Linked DNA regions of Mus musculus: region 2 is linked to region 1. The links are chromatin contacts, called in public Hi-C maps. All regions are on one chromosome and are shown on one strand. The core of a region is the stretch at or near the end of the contact, and the rest is flanking DNA. Distances in the headings are between cores, read along the strand shown. Region 1 overlaps Alk (anaplastic lymphoma kinase). Region 2 overlaps Alk (anaplastic lymphoma kinase).

The links. A called contact is a pair of places that touch in the nucleus more often than the background predicts.
Region 2: a contact with region 1 is called in a Hi-C map of the N1E-115 cell line, with 2.9 times the contacts expected there. The contact joins two enhancer-like sites. A contact is called at or near these places in 1 of 39 promoter capture datasets (liver), 2 of 484 Hi-C or Micro-C datasets (the N1E-115 cell line and nephron progenitors) and 1 of 115 datasets of contacts at active chromatin or transcription factors (astrocytes).

What each region holds. Positions count from the first base shown.
Region 1 is chr17:72,323,041-72,329,892 of GRCm38.p6, reverse strand. All of the region lies in intron 3 of Alk (anaplastic lymphoma kinase), which reads left to right. Among named protein-coding and RNA genes, the nearest start is that of Gm41613, 200 kb to the right of the region's middle. Within about 2 kb of position 3,317, at least 2 of the 459 cell types and tissues checked have an H3K27ac peak or open chromatin away from gene starts, as enhancers often do. A contact at or near this core is called in the N1E-115 cell line, where this site is marked.
Region 2 is chr17:72,487,328-72,494,351 of GRCm38.p6, reverse strand. All of the region lies in intron 1 of Alk (anaplastic lymphoma kinase), which reads left to right. Among named protein-coding and RNA genes, the nearest start is that of Alk, 110 kb to the left of the region's middle. Within about 2 kb of position 3,136, at least 2 of the 459 cell types and tissues checked have an H3K27ac peak or open chromatin away from gene starts, as enhancers often do. A contact at or near this core is called in the N1E-115 cell line, where this site is marked.

The DNA.
Region 1 (6,852 bases), core at 2,068-4,567:
AGGAAGATGTCACCGATAATGTGAGCTCATTAAAAACCACCGTCAGTATCTATCTTAGTCTTCAAGTACATGGCTTTGGAGAAGCTTCCATATGAAGCCTGTCTTTTATCACTCTATTAAACTGCATATTGTGATTGTCCCTAAACCAAAAAGCTTAAACCTTGCAATCGGGTCTTCAAAATGTATAGTTTTAAGCTTCTCCAAAGTCCCAGTTTATTCTGGCAGCCATTAACGGTCCACAGGCATTTCTGTAGCATCCGGCACAGTCAAGTTTCCACCTACAGGGAGCTATGGGACCTTGGTGTTACCAGGATCCATGTAGATCTTGGAGATTTATAAATGAGGAACTGATATGGCTTTTTGGTGGTGGTGTTTGCATTCTCCTAATAGTATTTTTGTGCATTTCTCTGATTTATCTTCTTGGAAGCCAATAACTGGTCTTTGGCAGCTCAGATCCACTCGGCTTGTTAAAGAGCTCTCTTGTGGGTGGAACAAAGGGGCCTGTTTTCTTAGCCCACAGTGAGCTAGCCATGACAGAGCAGCCAGTTCATCATCTTTTCTTTATTAACAGTTGTCAGAGTAATTGATGAAGCCTTTTTTTTTTTTCAACCCCCAGTATATTTTTTAAATGGATTGATTCTGGGGCATTTCAGTTCATTTACTGACAGTGTCTTAAGGATAGAATCTGACTATAATCAATTTTCATTATCATTGTGTAGCTAATAGGGCTAAAAATAAGAACTCTTAATCTGCTATGGTGTGATTGATTACTCAAGAAGGATATGGAAATAATGTCTTTTAATATGCCCAGAGTGTTACATTAGACCTTTGAAATTTTCATCTTCAAAACATACCACTTCCTGTAGTGTTCTTTCCCCTGTTAAACAACACGGGACTCAGGTCTCCTAGCCTCAGTGGGTAATGTCTCCATTCAGGACTCATGTTCTCCTCCTCCCATTAAGTTCTTCTTCATGGACTCCTTCCATCATTGTTTTTACTTTAAAACAGTTTTATTTTTGCACAGCCAAGACTCAAAGCATCTTCCTAGACCTCTAATGACTCATCTCATTTCTCCACAGACCAAAAGTAAATTTCTAGAATATGGGATCTATCGAAGAGATCATAAGATGGAATAGTAAAGACAGAAGCAAAGATTATGTGGCTCATAAGCAAAGTGCTGGGTAGAAAGACAGACACACTGTGTCTAGGTCTAATGCTGCTCTGTCATCTAGGACAAGTCCTAATTTGTGAGCCTCAGTTTCCCCCTCTTGAACACAAGGACAGCTACCCAGTGTATTTCAGAGGACTATTAGAAGATGCTAGTGATATTCTAAGCACAGGCACTTCAACTATAAAATCTTACTATTGTTGTTACTGTTCTTTCTCTTATTCCTTTTCTGTTCCTTTTGCATCATCTATTTCTCAACCTTACATTGTTCCCAGAGATTTTATGTTCTGATAGAACTTTATATATCTCTGTATCTACTCACCACTTATCAAGAACTCATCCATGTCTGGCCCTTTGAGAGAATCTGGGATATCGAATCATTTTAACACTTTCATGGGTCACTTATGACCAAGACCTATTTATAGGCAAAACACAATTACCTACCTACTGAATATTTAAACTAAGCTAGATATACTATCATGATTTAAGCTAAAGACTGATTCTAGGTCATTGTCCTTCAAGAAGTCTCAAAGTTGGCTATTGGGTCAAATTAAAAGGCAAGATGTGATGGACTCAATAACATCCTGAGTAAGAACTAGAAAGAGTCCCAACTGTTTAAAGGTGATGGCCTTCTATAGTATTTGTGTGTCTTTCAAACTGTCCAAGACCTTTTGTTAGGGAAGAGTGTGGCTCTCAGTGGACACTCCCATCATTCCCTCCTCTATCTTTAAATTGTTGTACGAAGAGAACTTCTTACCACTTCACTAGCAAACTTCAATCATTGTTGTATTTTACTATGGGCCTAAAATCCTAAGCCAGGAGTTTCCACCCTGACCATGCCTGATGCATGGGGGAGCTACAATAAGGAAACTCAAAATTTATCTGTGGGTGAAAAAGATCTGTGATCCCTCTAGGTGTTATATTTTTTAAGGCATGCATATAAAAGCAAATAAAATACAAATTCATTTAAGAACACCACTAAATTTATAGGACACTGGATGCTCTCTTAATTAACCTTTGCTTTACCAAGTCATTGCATTATCTGTTTCTTTATAAAGCATCTTGATGGATGTCTACAACAACCTGTACTCTGGAGGTCAACAGGCACACTGTAGGACGCTGTACTTGCTGCTGCTGACGCTTACGGTGTTAGCTTCCCTGGAGTCCCTGGTATTTATTCTAAAAGATATTTACAGTAATTACAAAATCCAATTGCAAAGCAAGATGAGAGCTATGATTTCTCTGAAAATTCATTTGAACACTTTGGGAAGATTTGAGAAAGGTAAGCCATTAAAAAGAGAAGTCGCTGCTGGATGAGGCAAGGTCACCTGAGAACAGCTCTGTAGGCTGTCACTACAAAATGCCCAGGAACCCTCGTAGCTGACATGTCCTCCAGTGTGGATGTGACCACAGAGCAGCATGTATACACACAAGCCCTTGATAGGATATGAGATGGCTGCGAACATTAGAGCCGGGGAAGGAAAGCTCAAAGACCTCCAAGAAGACTCCACTGAAAATGAGCTCGAAATTACTATTTTAGGTTGGTGCTTCCCTTTACATAAGTTCCAGCTGGAAATCATGAGCAATGCATTAAGATCATGGTAAATATAAGGGAAGTGACACACATGCAAAGGACATCAAAACTTTGGTGTGTAATACCCATGCTGGAGTAATAAAATGCTTACAACTACTATTTTATGATTCTCATGGTCACCCGGTAGTCTTAGGAACTCCATCTTGGGCTTGTGTCCGATGTTACTCTGTCTTGTTCCTTGTGCTTGTGGACAGTGCTACCATGGGATGGAGCCAGCAATAGTTAAAGGACAACTGCTGCCTACCCAAGAAGTGATTCAGGTGGGAAAGTCAGGAAGTTATACAAGAACCTTGTCATTGCTGTCGTCTTAGGTGACATCCAGTTACCTTTTAACTAAGTACAGGGCTATGTGATGTCATCTGGGGTGGCTTGAATGAGAAATGTCCCGCAAGGACTCAGATATTTAATCACTTCCTTCCCAGTTGATGATGATGCTCTTTGGGAGATGTTATGAGGGGGTACAGCCTTGCTGCAGGACGCACATCACTGGGAAGAGGGTTGGAGTGTTTACTGACTCTCCCTGCTCTCTGATACAGGCTTAGGGTTATAGATGTGATCTCTCAGCTTCCTGCCCTGGCTGCCTGCCACTATGCCTCCACAGACATGACGGATTCTTCTCCCTCTGGAACTGGACCAGAAGAACAAACTCTTCCTTCTGGAAGTTGCTGTTGATCATGGTATTGTATTGCAGCAACAGAAAGTAACTAATATACCACCATTACCAGAAGTGGGACAGAGGTCCCTGAAAACACCCACATCAGTTTTGGAGTGGGCCACAGACTCCCTGAGCAGCCCACACAACTGTTGTTTAAGAACTCCAAGTCACCATGAGGCGGCTAGCAGATTCTGCATTCTCCATAATTGCACCCAATTTTCCAATTGAATTATCGCATGATTTAATTCGTTTGCTGCATCTGGAGAGCATCAGCATTGTGCAGCTGTTGCAGCTTCAAGAGCTAATTGTTGCTAAGCACATTAAAAGTAGCCCTATTGCAATGCACTGGAGTCAGAGGGGAGGGGGTGCAAAGTTATACTTTCCATTTTCTCTTTGGTTGAATCATCACCCAAAGAGCCTGAGGGGGTAGCAGACATTTAAGCCCTGTTAGCTTGGAGATCTCATTGTGCATGGTTACTGTCACTAGATGTAAGCCTTTAAGTGAGCCAGACATATCCCGATACCAAAATACACAGAAACCTGAAAGCCCTGTTTGGAGCATCTTAGAGAATTATGCATAACAAGATTAAGAAAGAAGGCAACACGTCACCAAAAAGGATGAGGAAGTCAATTGTCAGTAAAGCACCCATACACCTACAAAGCCCTTGCCCTCATATTCCAATTATAATAGTTATCCACACACATGCTGCCCTCCCCGTCTAATTGATCCACCTTGGTGTGTGTCAGTGGAGTATCTCCAATGGCCTGCTTCAGCCCCAACTATCATAGTTTATTTGGTATCTCCTAGTCAGAGTCCCAATCTCCAGAAAGCACAGGTTGAACGCTAGCCTTCTTCTCGGTTGGAGTTTGGATTATATGTCTTCTCGAAGTTGATGTGTGGAAAAATCTGTTCGCCAGGTCATCACAATTTGGGGGGGTGTTATAAATATTCTAGGGGGCATGTCTAGTTGGAGGAAGCTGTATGCTGTGGGGGAGGAGTATGCCTTTGGGGAAATGTAATTGGTTCTTAGCTAGGTCTTGATCCCACCCATCCCTCCTGCTAGTTTCTCCTTCCTCTCCCCTCCTCTTCTCTCCCTCCTCCCTCCTATCCACACAATCAGAGCCTCTTTGCTCCATTTCATTCTTGTTTCATGATCAGGTGTCTGGAAGCTGCCGAATCAGGTGATCTAGGACTAACATATCATAACCATAAGCCAATCACAAACGTTTCTTCCTTTACATAGTTTATCTTTGATATTTCACCACCACAACAAGAAACTAACACATCCGTGTTGACTTACAGAGGGTCTCAGGTGTGTGCATAGATGAGAGCTAAGAATAAGGAGTTCATGGGGAAAAAATCAGGATGCTACATATAAAATGAGGGTTTACAAAGAAGAATCACAGGCCAGGAGGAGCCACGGGGTCGCAGTGGATCCACTGAGGGGAAGAGTAGAGGGATTCAGAATAGAATATGAGAGCTGAGTCTAAGAGAAAGAGAATGAGGAGGCAGGTGTGCAGAAGAGTGAGCACTGGGAACTCAGGAAAGATCAGTGGGATTCTCACAATTTCTTCTTGCCCCAGGCCACACAAAAGTGAGAGTTAGGCTCATGGCTTCTACCAAGGAAGGAAATAATATTATTCCTTAAAGAAACTAGGAAGCTTTAAGAGAGATCTATCAATGTTAGCATGAGAAAAGCTTCTTATAATAGTTATGCCCTTTCCCAACCACCCATCTATGGAGTTTATAAGGCAACAATTTCCATCTACAAACTGGTTTCAACCAACATTTAATTTATTTCACTCTTATATAAACTAGGATAACCCAAAAAGTTCACTAGACATTTGGCAATGTCTTAATATAGAGAAAGAAACTTTGCACATGTATACATACACAAGGTGAACTTGGAAATTGTCAAGAAAAATTTAATTATAAAATATGAAGGATGTAAGTAATAACACATAATTGCAAAATTGTGGGACACTAGAGAAAGATAAAAGATTGTGTATATCTTTCAGAGAAAAATATATAGCTCACAAACAAATATTAGAAAGCACCGTCTGTCTTAACATATCTGGAAGCTGGCTGATAAAGGCATTCATGACTTACAACCTAAGATTCTCTACCCAACATAACTAAACAGAACTAGAGGAGTGGCGGTCAGACACTGGGGTTAAGAGGGAGGATGCTTAGTGTGGGTGGTTTCAGTCTGCGCAGTTGATATGGAGGGTAGTGATGGCCACTCCATAACAGTATGGGTACCTTTAGTGGCACAGAGCTGTGGACTTAAATTTGGCTAAAATAATAAACATTGGTGCTTATCACTATTAAAAAGTAAACGTGTTTGCTCAGGAGAATGGGAATAAGAAGGGAGGGGTGCTTGTTTTCTGTTACCCTTCTGGCAAGCCTACTGAAGCTTAAATATTATATAAGAGGATACTATGTCGTGTCTCCCTCTTTTTGAAATTCTCAGCCCTAAAAGGGATTTCCTCAGGGCTCAGGATCACTAGAGAAGAGTGGGCAGAAAGTCTGTGACAAGCAGAAGTGGTGGATGATGTCACAAAAACATTCTCTAGACACGTTAAGGCAGATGGGCTATGACTTCACAGAGATTGTGGCAGCACACCTGTGAGCCAGACAGAATCTCAGCATGGAGGAAAGGAAATGGACATGGGCTCCCACCCCTAACCAAGAGTCTGTTTGCTTCTGGGCAAAGGAATGTCAGTTTCCTTCAATGGGGTAATATTTGATACAAGGATCACACTCTGAGGCAGGCCCCACACAAACTAAACTCCTTTGAACTTCTTTTTGGGGGGATTGAAAGACAAAGTTGGGTGGTTTGGTAAGTGGCGGGGAGTATCTAGGAAGAGACAGGAGGGATAAATATAAAAAGAATATATTGAATGAAATGCCCAAGGAATAAATAAAAACATTGTTTAAAATTATGTATGAGAAACAGTTGGATAAAAATTAAAAATAAAAAAGTAAAATGAATTGTGTTGGGCATTTCAGGCAAAGGAAACTGTGTTACACAGTTGTCCTCTGGGAGGTATGACCAGAATGAAGGGAACCTTAGGAAGTTCCCTATTCCTGGAGGGATTTGAACAATCTGCATAGAGGAGCTAGAAGCTTACTCTCTAGGCTAGTGTCTCCCACAGAGAGGAGTGTAATTACACGTGAATTTGATCCTTGACATCCCTGATGATAATCATGGTTTAGAGCCCTTAAACTCAGTTGTAGTATAGACATACAGGCGAATTTTGAGAAAAAAATATTAAGTTCACACAATAACAAAGGCAAAATATTATGGAATTAAAACTATTACCCTATGGTCAGCTTTGGGTATGTACCTGGGGTATCTAAGCCAGTGTAGCATAGAAATGCATGCACACTCAAATGTAGCTGATTTATTGAATCACTAGATACCCATCCTC
Region 2 (7,024 bases), core at 1,887-4,386, 160 kb before region 1:
CCAGTTGCTGCATGCAATTTCCTGGCTTTATATATGTCTGTGGGAATTCATTGTTTGGATTCTGGGCAGAGGAGAAGGCACCACTAGGTCCTTATCAAGCCTATGCATATATTATATTTGAAGATAGGAAGTTGGCATCACTAGGGACTTCTGATTCTCCTCCAAACGCTCTGAGTCCCAGCACCAGTAGAACAGGCTGCTAGAAACCCAGAGGACAATCAGACACATCAGAAAACAGCCCAATGCTGCTGTCTCACCAAGTCCTCATGAGAAGGAGTAGACCGTGAACAGAGACAGGGCAAACTGTAGTTCACATCTAACCTGCCATCTAGTCCCTCATTCTTTCACATTATTCCTTGTCCCAAAGAGTTTTTAAATGAGTGGCAGTTTTGTCACTTGGTATTTGGTGATGACATTTCAAAAGCCTCTTAACTGATTTTTGACTCAGTCACTAACAATTGTTAAAAAAAAAACAAACTAAACAAACAAAAAACCCAAACAGCAATAACAACAACAACAACAACAACAACAAACTCACCACAGTTCTTGCCTTAAATGGAATAAGATAGTTTATTCTGAAAATGAATGAGAGTGACCTTGGTCTGGGAACAGATTCAGATAACCCTAAATACTATATATCAATATGGCAATAATTTCATGAAGTTTTCCTAATAGTGGAACTAATAAAGCTATAAATCAAGACATCAAATTACAGCTGTTGGTGGAAACTCCAGGCAGCCAGGTTAGAGAAAAGCAGAAAATAGCACCTTAGACCTCAGATGTCGTCTGATGTCACTGTAAGCTTTTGGGTTAGTGGAACCTGGGCTCTGTGAGTATCCTAAGATGATTTCCCTAACAGTCACAGAATGGTAGGTCATACATAGAGATAAATAATAAGAGACTATTTATAGACATAAATTTGGCTTCCAATCTGTAACTTTAGATCTTTACAATTAGTCAACCTGCATGCCTTATAGAATATTGGACACAGGTGTCCTGTTTTTTTTTGTTTGTTTGTTTGTTTGTTTTCTGTTTTATTTTGTTTTGTTTGTTTTGTTTTCTGCAAAATGCATTTCCCCATAGGTCTGTTTGGAAAATTAAACAAAATAATACATGTAATACATAGTACCTTCCCAGTAATCGATATGCATGATTTTCAGATGGAAATGGAGCTGTGTGATAGGTCTGTGATTACAGACCTGCGGTAAGAAGTGTCCCTCACTTGCAGTCCTGCTTAAAATGGATGTGCTCTTGGCTAAAGTCGAGCTTCTGTGGAAAGTTTACAGTTCCCCGGTGTCATCAATAAGGGATTCACTATTTCATTGGTTTGGCAAAGCAATCCCTGGAAAGGCATTAGGATTTGGGAACAGCAGGTGATTATGAATGGGGCTAAATTATTTACTTCATCAGAGTGTCTCTGGGCTTTATCATGCAGTCCTGTCACAGGAAGCTGTACATAAAGATGAATAATAGTCCCTTTAACTCAGAGATCTGAAAGGTCACTGGGGCCGTGGCAGACACATGAAGTTGTGTTGGCTACATCCATCAAGAAGCAATTGCGTGAGGATGTGATGCATGGCAGACAGTGTGAGGGCAGACTTCCGCTGATAGTTTTGTATTCTGGTCGGGCAGGCTGTCCCAAGGCAGGGCAGTGACCAAGCTGCCAGGAGCAGGCATCTTGTACTTAACTTTGTAACTACTTCATCCTAATGAGGGGCATTCCAGCAGCATAGGATTGGAGGATTGAGTTGAGAGTGGTCAGTTGATGCACAAGTTCATGATTCTTGGCTTAAAAAGGAGAGACTTGGAGCTGGGAAGATGGCTCCATAGATGAAACACTTGCCACATAAGTGTGAGGACCTAAGCTTAGATTCCCAGGACTCATGGAAATGCCAGGTGAACGTGGTTCCTACCTGTAATGTAAGCATACTTGGAAAGCTGGGACAGGAGATCCCCAGAGCAAACTAAGTAGCCAGCCTAACCCAATCAGGGGATTCTGGATTCAAATCAGAACGAATGCCTTGCCTCACAAAATAAGGTGGACACCGAAGAAGAGGCTTATCAACCCGATGTCTCCACTGAAACACCCTCACACCACATGAGTGTGCTTAGATAACACACACACACACACACACACACACACACACACATACACACACACACACACTAAAATAAAGTAAGGAAAGACTGACTTTTGTATGGCTGAGATTTGTATGGCTGAACCCAACTTTGGGGCACAGGTCTGTAATTCTGGCTTCTTGGGGGGCTGACAGGAGGACCACCTGCACTGGAGCCTGCAGAGCAGAGAGAGGCAATCAAATCTGAGACCCTGTGTCAAAATAGAAATATATTTTACAAGAGCTGTGTATGCACTTGCCTAGAATGCATAAGTTCCTGGTGAGACCCTGAGCTCATCCTCTAATACCATAAATGGATGGATGGATGGATGGACTGATGGGTGGACAGACGGACAGATAAATGGATGATAAATAGAAAAGAAAAAAAGTCAAGCTTCTTTCACAGTATTAGGTGTTTGTTTGTTTTGTTTTATTTTATTTTATTTTGTTTTGTTTTGTTTTGTTTTGTTTTGCCTAGATTATCCCTCTTCAAATGAAAGGAATATCACTGTGGGGAATGGATTTCCTGCTTTGGGCTCCAACACCTGTTCTCCAAACTCCAGTCTTGTTTGTGAATTCCTGCATCTCCGTGCTAGTCAGATGCAGTAAATGTTTTTTGTTTGTTTGTTTGTTTGTTTGTTTTTCAAATGGTCCAATGCTAAGAGGTGTTAAAGCTTTCTGCTTACTGAAACACAAAAGGACTCAAAGAAGATGGAGAGAGAAAAACTTTCTCCCTCTGTGATTTTTTTTTCAGAGCTGAGGATGGAACCCTTGGCCTTGTGCTTGCTAGGCAATCGCTTTACCACTGAGCTAAATCCCCAACCCCTCTCCCTCTGTGATTTAAGAAGATCCAATAATCCATTCTTGTCGTGGACCATCTAAAATGAGACGTTGCACCATCACACAGAGTCTATACTTGAGGAGAAACGGCACTCAGAACTTTCAGTTCCCTTGTAACTCCAACTTCTTATTCCCTTCATCTACTATCCCCAGCGATCATCTGATTGATCACTTAGACCTCCCCTCAATACCAGGGATTGAACTCAGAGCCTCATGCATGGGAGGCAAGCTCTCTTTCACTGAGTTCTCTCCCACTGAGCTGAACTCTCAGCCTCCCATTTCCACCTCTTGCTTACTGGCTTGAGAGAAACTGGTGGTCATTGGAGCTGTCCAGCCAGTACTTTACCCTCTGCAGAACCTTCCAGGTACTAATTTAAAACCATTGACATTTCACTCAGAAAATTACTGGAGCCTGGAAGCGAGCCAAGAAAGGAAACCCTGAGATTCTCTTCTGCCCACCCCCACTAGAATGGGTTGGGCCCTGGAGAGCATTGCCCTCCCCAGTGGAAGGAAGCTGCTGCCTCCCTCTCTTCCTGAGGGCTGCCTGACACTATTCCAATGAGTAATGTTTTGAGACAGATGCAAAATCAATGGCACAAGGCTCACGCCGCTCTGGTTATCTTCTATTCTTTATCATTCAAGCTCCCCTGGCTTCCCCGGATGAGAGTCTGGGGAGAGATTCATCTTCTCCCTTGTTTCTTATTAGCACACTGGTGTAGCCACAGGGACAAAAATGACAGATATTTCTAGACTGTCATGGGGGGAGATAGAAAAAAAAAAACTAGCTCTTTGAAGTACCTGACAACATTTTGGAAAGACCCTGAGCGCTGTTTTTGGATTAAAAAAAAATAAAGTTTTAATTGTCATCTTCAATCTGCCTAGATTGTAATCCTTGCTGAAGATTGATCCCAAGTGTAGCTTAAAAGTACTTTGAATGGTCGATGCCTGGGATCTCTAATGAAAGAGAGAAGCATGCGCTTGTGTGCCTTTGTTCTCCCTGGCAACCATCTAACACAGACCAGTGGTCTCTTCTCCAAGACTCATTCTCCCTCCCAACACCTAACATATTCTTCTGTTGCACCAGCTTTTCCCATCTGTCCTAGAACTTGTGTTCTTTGTGGCTCAACTCCTGAATGCTGAGATTACAGATGTGTCCCAGAATGCCTACATAAAACTCCCTTTCCGTTTACCATGTCTTGGTGACTCAGAAACAGTCCTGTCCATCCGTGCTCAGAAATTCTTTATGCATGCACTGAAGATAGCCGCTGTGAATCAGGCATATCTCTACCTGACATTTATCCTTAATATTTTTATTATTTTTGGATGATCTATGCATTCGCAGTTGTTTGTGTGTGTGCAAATACATGAGGGATGCTTGTGCATATGTGCAGTGTGTGGATTTGTGGAGGCCAGAGACAGATGCTGGGTATTCCCTCTATTTCCCCACACCCTTCTTTTTCCAGACAAAGTCGTTATATTGAACATGGGGCTTACCCATTGACTAAACTGCTAGCTGATCAGCAAGCTCTAGGGACTCACCTATCTCCCAGGACTGGAATTAGAGGTACTTGGTTTTGTGTAGGAGTTGCGATTAGATGCCTGACCTCATGCTTGCCTGGGAAGCACTCTCTCCACTGAGCCATGCCCCCACCTTTATGGTAACATCAGTTCTTCAGTATCCTCCTGGGCGACTTTAAGTCCTCTCTTCTCCTTTTTTTCTTGTCATAGCTGGCACTCAGGAAACATCTGGAAATACCCACTATGCACAGATTGGGAAATTGGGCCAGGATAGGCCACAGAAAGGAGAGTTCCAGTTGGACATCAATAGATGAATACTCCAAATTACCAACTACCACATCATCTTCAATAAAATTGTGCTTGCCTACATAGCCTTATAGCTCCCTACTCACACATTCCATTAGTAGGTTTTACTACTTGTAACTTTAATGTTTTTCAAAGCCTACTTTTAATGATGGTCCTTAAACATTTTAACCTTCCTTCTAGCCCACCACCCACCAGAGGGAGTAGAAATGAAAGGATAGAGAGAAGTGAACCTGTTTAGAAATGGTTCTTTGGAGCAAATCCCATCTGCATTGTCAGGAAATCAACAGTTCAGTTCACGGCTCAGCAGTGTCAGCTCTATCTGCTCACACACACTTCATGGATATTATATAACAGCACTCTAGTTCAGTAGTGTCAGGATAGCAGCAGCTGTGGCACAACAGCAGGAATAGCCAGGTATGAACCGAATTGGCACAAGTCAGCAGGAGGGAACAGGTCCAACAAGAATATCAGAAAAAGTTCTTAGCTGTGCCCATCTCAGTAAACTGAAGATCAGCGAAGACTCGAGACTAACAAGCATTGTACAGATAGCTCTACAGGCAAGCCCAGGCAAGCCTCCACCACTGTCCATTAAGCTCTATTTATACTCCCTCCAAACATCATGTGTCCATCTGTCTAGCCTCAGCACACGAGTCTGTCTCAGTTGACATTACTCTGTCTATTGGCTTGAGTTCACAGACTCAGCAAGAAGATGTGATACACCACCAGAAGTTTTTTGGTGTGTTTCCCAGAGTCCCGACTAATGAAGCTCCACTACACAATGTAAGGTGGACCAACATATGCATGTCATTAGCAAAGAATCTTTCATCACATGTCCTTTCACATGCTTGCTTTAGCAGAACATCCTTTCACCTGTGTCTGCTTTAGCGAAATGTTTCTTCATGTGTTTCCCCAGCAAAACACTATCCAACACAACTGACCTTTCAAAGAACCCTCAAGCTTCCACTTCAACTACTACCATTCATTTTGTTGGAGATGTCCCCCAACTTGCCACTTCATCTCTTTTCCAAGCTATCTCTACTTCCCTCAACGCCTCTCTTTTATCATATAAAATGCCACTAGTCATTTTATCCAATGCTGTTAAGTAGACAATCTCACATGAGGACATGGTTTTAAATCCCAGCACCTATGTAATAGTGTGTGTGTGTGTGTGTGTGTATGTGTGTGTGTGTGTTACACTAGCAGGCACCTGTAACACTAGCACTGGTGTGTAGAGACAGGTGGATTCCTGGAGCTAGCTGTCCTGTCCTGGTAGCCAAATTGGTGAGCTCCAGGTTCAGTGAAAGACTGTCTTAGGAATCAAAGTGGAAGAGGAAAGGGCTCAACTCTCTTCAACCCTTTCTGTACTTTGTCCCAAAGCATCCGGGCCTTTCCATATGCCATCACAGCTAGAAGACAGCAAAAAGCACACGAATATGTTGGAATTTTTGTTTGAAATGTCTGGACACAGTGGGGCCCTTTATTCATGCCTTCAGCTACCATGTTATGGTTACCTACAGTCAACCATGATCTGAAAATACACCCCAGGTTATAAGAGGATTAGAGAGGGCAGAGGAGTGAGGGGGCACATTCATTACTTTTTTATTATTGTATATTGTTGTGGCTGTTCCATTTGTTAGCTACTTACAATTTCTTATCTGTGCCTAATTTATAAACTAAACTTGAGCGTGAGTTTTCATGCATATTAGAAACATAATCATAGTATAGGTGATTATTCCCCGGGTGTTTTGGATCATATCCCTGCTGGATAAGGGGAGGCATTGTGGTTGAACACTTCTGATGGCCACTCACCTTACTCATCTCAGAAGCCTGGGGTTCTGTAGACTCATCTTTACTTTTCTGATAATGTCAGTGTGTATGCATGTGGGCGGGTGTGCTCACACAGGAACACATGGCCTTATATCTCCCTACCGTTTCCCATCCACACTGAAATACACTTTGCCCAGTGTGCTGACTTCCCTGCAGGTTTGGCTCTGTCATCTTCAGTTGGTATCTCTCTCTCTCTCTCTCTGTGCAACCCAGAAATATGGTGCTCACATGAATGAGTGAAACAGACGAAGAGGCAGACAGAGAGATGGGAGACCCCGAGAACCTGCTATTCATAAATACCAGGGGACACGGGCACAGCAATACTGATAAACAATGAACCCAAAGGCCTCTGCCTTTACATAGCACTCCTGTCTGTAGCCCTGGAGGAATGGGAAGAGTTCTGGCTTGTTATTTCG